2 separate regions of the Sus scrofa genome follow, and region 2 is linked to region 1. The links are chromatin contacts, called in public Hi-C maps. All regions are on one chromosome and are shown on one strand. The core of a region is the stretch at or near the end of the contact, and the rest is flanking DNA. Distances in the headings are between cores, read along the strand shown. Region 1 has its middle 310 kb from the start of GATA6. Region 2 overlaps LOC106510680 (a long non-coding RNA gene).

Region 1 (3,241 bases), core at 470-2,969:
TCAGACATGTGGGAAGAACAGGAAAAGATGGCAGAAATAGATGGAGACAATAGGAGGTAGGAGTTTAAGACAAAAGCGAAGTGATCAGGCCAGGCTGGTTCTGTCTTCTCTTGGCTGGACGAGGACTTGATTTTATAGTATGTCTTACTTTACACAATGAATCTATTCCTGAAAGAAGCTTAGAAACATTTGTAAATTGAATCATGTCTTAAAAGTACCATAGCTGTGTCCTACTGAAAACACTTCCGTGATAAAGCTTTTTGTAAAAAGAGATGTTATTCTCTAATTCTAAATCTATATTGGATCTGCTTAAAGGAAAGTTCAACTCTAGTTCTTTTCCTGGAGAGGAAAAGTGATGTCAAACTACCCTGATGAGGTCCCGGTGTGGGAACAGCCTGTCTGGCCTCCTGGGCTCTCTGGGGAGAGTAGATAGAGAGAAAGAATAGACACATATTCCAGAACTGGACTTTGAATGGGCCTTTGGCCAAACTTGGCCCAATTTCTCAACGGAGAGAGAGCACTGACCAAAACTGAATGCTGACTCAAAGCCAACTTGCTTTGGACACACTGTCCTCTGCCAGGGAAGCTCAGCACCCTCTCCCTGAGGTACTTACCCAGCCAGGGGAAGGAAATGCTGGGACAAGCAGCTTTGCTCTTTCCCCTTCTACCTCTGGTTCCAGCTTTTGTGCAGCTCTCACAATTCGGGGAGGGGGAAAGGAGGGGAGAAAAAGACTGGCTAGTGGAAGGAGAGGCAATAGGGCCACCCATGAAGATGCTGGGCTTAGAGAAAGCCAGGGAAAACCAAGGGGGAGTCATTGTGTAAGAAGAAAATTTGAACAACTTGGGGACTAAGGAAAAAATGAGGAAAGGGTTCAGGGCAACCACATGAACACAAAGGAAAAGAGGAGGAAAGGAAGAATCCCAGGATGGAAAGTGAACTGGGAAGAGATACAGAGGAGGCTAGATCAAGCTGAGAGCAATTTCAGGTGCTAATTCAGATCCGAAGCTCAAATCTTTTTGATTCAGAAAAATGTCCTGTGATTAACCCTTCAATGTGAAGCCTAGTGTGTAGAAATTTCCTTTAACTCTAGCTTCTTTACATACATCTGGGATGATGAGAAATTTAGGCATGATAGTTCATTTTCCAGAAAGATTCATGGTAGGATTTCTAACTCTGCAGAGGCTGCATTTGCAGAAATTATAACAAGAATGGCTTGTTAAAGTGTTGATGAGGGTTGAAGAGGAGGGGTGAATGTTCAAAATCAGATTGCCATGCAATTTGAAATCACTACTTTAGTTTTGATGTAAACATAAGCAATTTTAGAATTGTATTACTAAATTACTGGGATACCAGGCTTCCAATATCCAACATGCCATTTCCTGGAGGAGCGCAAGCACAGAGGACTCAGAGCTAATTTGAACATCCATGTCACTTCTCCCCTTATAGCTTGATTGACAGACTAAAATTGTTTGTACGAATCTTAGTTCTTTTCACAGTACCTGTCTTCCTGGAGGTAGATTCCAGGTAGACTCGTCAGGCAGAAGAAACACATGGGAGCAGAATCAAATAGTTTAAGCAACCCACACATTATGGGAACCACCTTTGGGAGATAACCAAAGGTAAGAGTCAACATATTTAACTGCTAAGTCATAGGACCAGCCAATCAGATCCTACCCTGGACACAAACAGCCCCTATCAGCCCCGGAGATAACACTCCCACAGCAGCTGATCCTTCTTCACAGAGTTGTTTGCACACTTGCAACTATGTGCCTATTCAGTTGCTATTATTGGTTCAATATCTGCCTTCCTCTCCAGACTGTCTGCCTAATGAGGGGTTTCCCTAGGTCCCCAATGAACCTTTGTGATCAGACACCAGTGACCCAGGTAGAAAAGACTTCATCTTACTGTATTGCGGCCAACTTCAAAGAAGTGGCATGGAAGGGTGGAAAAGTCCTTGATATTAGGACAGCTGTGCTCATGTCCCAAATTCGCTGTTGACTCATGTGATTTTGGTCAGGTCACTTCCCTGTCTCTATTTCTGACTCCTTTGCTAGGAAACTACAGGACCAGATTTGGTAACTTCTGAGGCCAATTCCAGCTCTTAGAGTCTGCGATTCAGCTTGCTCATTAAGTGGACAGGGGAGATTTATCTGTGACCAGAACAAAATGTTAGGAACCAATGAAAGTTGCCAAATACCATTCAGAGAAAAAGTGGGAACAGGATTTTGTATGAAATGTGCTTGGGTTGCACAATGCAAATATCACTTTGGTGAGAGAGGAAGGCCACGGGATATGATTACTTGATCTGCCACCAAGCTTCCTGCACAGCCCTGCAAGCTTTGCAAGCCCTGCAAGCTAAAGATACCTATCACTCTTGTTCAAGGTCCACTTCCTACTGAGTTGTCACACTGTTGAATTATTGCTGAGGTGAAGTCCAAAAGGGGAAATATTTTGCAACCTAGGGTTGGACCCTGGAGCTCGACGATCATGACTGATACATATTTTCCCAGAAACATCCAGGGCCACACTGAGGAGCCCTCGTACCTCCGTGCACCACTTTTGTGAGCTCACCCTGACAGTGGTGCTGTGGTTCCCCAAGCATTTTCCCAAACAAGCAAGTGAAAACATTTCCTTTTGCCTCTATTGGAATCATTTCTTTTCTTTAATTATGCATGAAATGAACAAGACTTTTTCAAAAAATAGCTCAGTTTAAAAAGCAGTTTAGAAACAAGGTCATATTTGTCTTCACAAGAAGAGTCATCAGTGTATTAAGCCAGAGATTCCTGAATCATAACACAGATGCTGCTCTGACAGTTGCTGAGTTTTAAAATTTCCAGGATCCTCAGAGAGTTCTTCTTTATGGGGGTATTGGCATGCTTGCAATTATGTCCCTAATCACTTTTGGTAATGCTGATTATGACATGATGTGTTCAAACACTCTTAGGTAGATATTCAAGAGCCCCAGCTTTTCCACCAGTTAGTATATGAGCCTGAGCAAGTCCCTGCCTCTCTGAGTCTCTGTTTGCTCTCCTGTGAACTATTCAGCTGGACATCCAAAGTTTTGAGCTCTACAGAGAGCCTCTGAGGCCTGGATGGGAGGACCTCACCCTTCTCCTCCCACCAAGAAAGAGATGGGGACCTGGGCGTCCATACCCAAAGCTCTATTCTTTCCTTTACATATATTCAGAGTTTGCAGAAAGTTTCCCTGAGGAAAGGACACTTCTGCTTATAAAGTGTTTG
Region 2 (3,430 bases), core at 542-3,041, 170 kb after region 1:
CATCTCTAACTTAACATGCCTAAAACCAAATTCTTGATTTCATTCCACCTTCTCATTCCTTCTGTAGTTTTTTGCATCTCAGAAAAGAGCAATCCCAATCTTCCAGTTGCCAAACACAAAAATATTAGAGTCATCTGAAACACCTCTTTTTCTCACAATGTTCTTTAATCTATCAGTAAAAATTTTGTTGCCATTATTTTTTAAAACATAGACAGTATCTGACCTTTCCTACCACTTAACCCACATCCTGACTTCCATGCCGCACTAAAATTATGATTATCTTGTACTCTTAATGCCCCCCTCAGGGCCTTTTATTCTTTCCATTAACAGATAGGGAAATTGAGGCAGAGACCAAGAAAAGAGAGAGTCTAAAAACACTGATATAGAAGTTCAATTTTAAGGTGGCTTGTGGTCATAGTTAACTATACAGACATTTACAGAAGGGGAATAAAGGAGGAGGCCATTTCATATCTAATAACCTGACTTTTATCTCCAGTCACTCTAGGTATTTAGTATGTGTGAAGGATGAGGATGCTAGCTGAGGAGTAGGGTAGATGTGGGATGTTAACCATTCAGGTTCTGTTCATTTGCTGTAAGCAGCAAATCCAGCTCTGAGCCCAACTCCTATAATGGAAGGTTAACATGATAACCAGTTGCACTACTTCCTCTCCCCAAAGACTCATCCTTAACTTCCTTTGGCTAAATCACAAAGTGTGTTTTTCATTTTCAGTTAAAATAGACGGGGGTGGTGAAGAGAGAAAGAAAGAGAGAAAAATCTGTTGTTTCTTTTAACTATTCCCCCCAGTTTAAAAAAAAAAAAAAGCATTCAGCTTAAAAAAACAAACTTAAGCAATAGTCATCTTCAGTTTGTCTATAAAAGTAGAATAATTTATTTTTTATTACAGAGAAAAGTTTTGTTTCCCTAAACACTACTTGAAATAGTTTCAAAGTGTTGGGAAATCAGTGCATGAATCAACGACATATCCAAGGAATCCTGTAAATTTCAGTGAAATCTTGTTTGCCACAGATTTGGAGCATTTTTCCTCTGTCCTTTTGAACTTGTTTCTGTACTGCTGCTCTTGCAAAATATCCTTATATATACTTTAAAACCTCTCACAGGACAAGTCTCTTCATAGCTCATTTGTAAGTCATTTGGTCACTAGGTAGGGACCTGTAGGTGAGTGGGGAAGGGAGCTGGATAATCTTCACGGCAGTATTGGTCCTTTCTTCCCCCAAATCCTGAAAAGAACACTGCAGGCCTTATTTGTAAGAAGATCTAAATCTTATACAAACTTCCAGACACTCATGCCGAAACACAGACTACAGTAGGCACAGCCATTCAAATCTCATTACCTATAAGACACAAGGTAAATAGGGCTAGCGACCAAGAGAGAAAGGGAAATAGGTAAGCAGGGGACAGGGGAGGGGGTGGGCAATAGATCCTAGTTTGACTTCAATTTCTGTTTTAATATGAAAGCCATGGAGTTTTTAATCACTCAGTACCAGACTACTGCTGATGGCTAATAATCTGGCCACCCAAGAAGACATCATAAAAACATAACAAAATATATTGTTACCAAATGGCCTCATAAGATTTGGTAGTACGTGCACACACTTGTTGGGGCTAGACTGCTCAGTTCCTAATATCAAGAATATCCTTAACCCATCCGGAGACTTGTCAGCACTACTTAAGAAGGTCCTCAGGGCCTCATCCCAAATTCAAGATCCTTTTCTGTCTTTGAAATCCAAAGGGGCAGCTAGTGTCACTTATCTAGAAAATATATGACTAATAGTTAAACCTTGGCCTGATGTCAACACAAGTATTTGGTTACTAGGCACAGAAAAAGTCACTTGGAGAGGAAAAGCCACCTGGAAACTTTTCTATTCAGCCTCTGTTCAATCCCTTAGGTGTTTATTAAATTGAACAATGCACAGTTCTAGGCATATTGACTTTTCTCCTCCACACCACAACCTAATGTTGATGAAGGGCCCTTAGAAACAAAATATATGGACCGTTTCTGCTGCTGAGGGCTCCCTACAGCCCTCAGAGTCTGAGCTCCTAGTGCCATAGTCCAGGCATCATAAAGACTTCTAGCCTCGGGAGTTCCCTTCGCGTCTCTGCGGTTAACGAACCCGACTAGGATCCATGCGGATGCAGTTTGATCCCTGGCCTTGTTCAGGGGGTTAAGGATCTGGCATTGCTATGAGCTGTGGTATAGTTCACCTGCTAGTTACATTCATCAAATCATAATTAGCAGGCCTTTGAGCAACAAATGAGGATTCTTCCTTTGGTTAAGGTAGGTTTGCCAGAACTGTCTACACACAGGACACATTCAGTCACAACTCACCCCTGAGCCCAGGCAAGGGTAAAACCCAAGAGACTCTCTCAAGTAGGCATCACTGAAGGACACCAACAAGAGTCTCCTTTCCCAGGGCTATGGACCAGATGTTTTATTGAGCAATAAGGTTATGAGAATTCTACACACAGACACCTTAGGCAAATTGTTAGCATATTTGAAGCCTATTTTCCCCTGACTGTCATCCTTCCTTTGACTTTATGGTTCCTCAACACAGATGACACCAGGATTTTTTTTTAATTCATACATGGGTTGCTATCTTCACGCTCTCCTATCACTGAGCAGGTTTGTAATGCCTCCCTTACAGAGGAGGACAAAAAAGAAGCACCCGAGGACATGCTGAATCTATAGCAGGTACTTAAACATTCTTTCTGGGTAGGTGAATGAATGAAGGAATGAGATGAGTGAGTGAACAAATGACCATACCTACCTTCTTTTCCTCTCTAGTAATAGGTCTTGCCTGACTATCTTCTAAGGTTTTTCTGGCTTACAGGATTATCTCACATCTTTTATCTTTAGGGAATCAGAGTAAGTTCTACAACTTCTTTGTCCTCATGGTCTTTTTCTTTTCTTTTTCCTTTTTTTTTTTTTTTTTTTTTTTGCATTTTTAGGGCCTCACCACAGCATATGGAAGTTCCCAGGCTAGGGGGCAAATTGGAGCTGCAGCTGCCTGCCTATACCACAGCCACAGAGATGCCGGATCCAAGCTGTGTCTTCAACCTACACCACAGCTTGTGGCAAACACAGATCCTTAGCCCACTGAGGGAGGCTCATGGATACTAGTTGGATTCTTAACCCACTGAGCACAACAGGAACTCCCTCATGATCTTTCTCTTGACCTCACCTACTCATTCTCACTTTGTAGAAGTTCATGGTTTTTTGGCTCACCATGTTATTCCCCAGGTGGATAGGGCGTGACCTGTCCCTCTCAGTGATCCTGATCTGCACTCCAGGGGAGTCCCGTCCACTGCTCCTCTCCTCATGGCAGCCTCCTTCTCCTGTTTTCCTGTTTTCTGATTGCACCACGAGCCTCTTACACCTGAATTAACTTGCCCTGTATATTTGCACACATC

What was found. A called contact is a pair of places that touch in the nucleus more often than the background predicts.
Region 2: a Hi-C map of omental adipose tissue shows a contact between it and region 1, with 1.6 times the contacts expected there. The contact joins two enhancer-like sites. A contact is called at or near these places in 4 of 47 Hi-C or Micro-C datasets (liver, omental adipose tissue and skeletal muscle).

Annotation. Positions count from the first base shown.
Region 1 is chr6:107,591,867-107,595,107 of Sscrofa11.1, forward strand. No RefSeq gene overlaps it. Among named protein-coding and RNA genes, the nearest start is that of GATA6, 310 kb to the left of the region's middle. Within about 2 kb of position 1,720, at least 11 of the 83 cell types and tissues checked have an H3K27ac peak or open chromatin away from gene starts, as enhancers often do. A contact at or near this core is called in omental adipose tissue, where this site is marked.
Region 2 is chr6:107,758,245-107,761,674 of Sscrofa11.1, forward strand. The region is part of intron 2 of LOC106510680 (a long non-coding RNA gene); the gene reads right to left. Among named protein-coding and RNA genes, the nearest start is that of RBBP8, 160 kb to the right of the region's middle. Within about 2 kb of position 1,792, at least 12 of the 83 cell types and tissues checked have an H3K27ac peak or open chromatin away from gene starts, as enhancers often do. A contact at or near this core is called in omental adipose tissue, where this site is marked.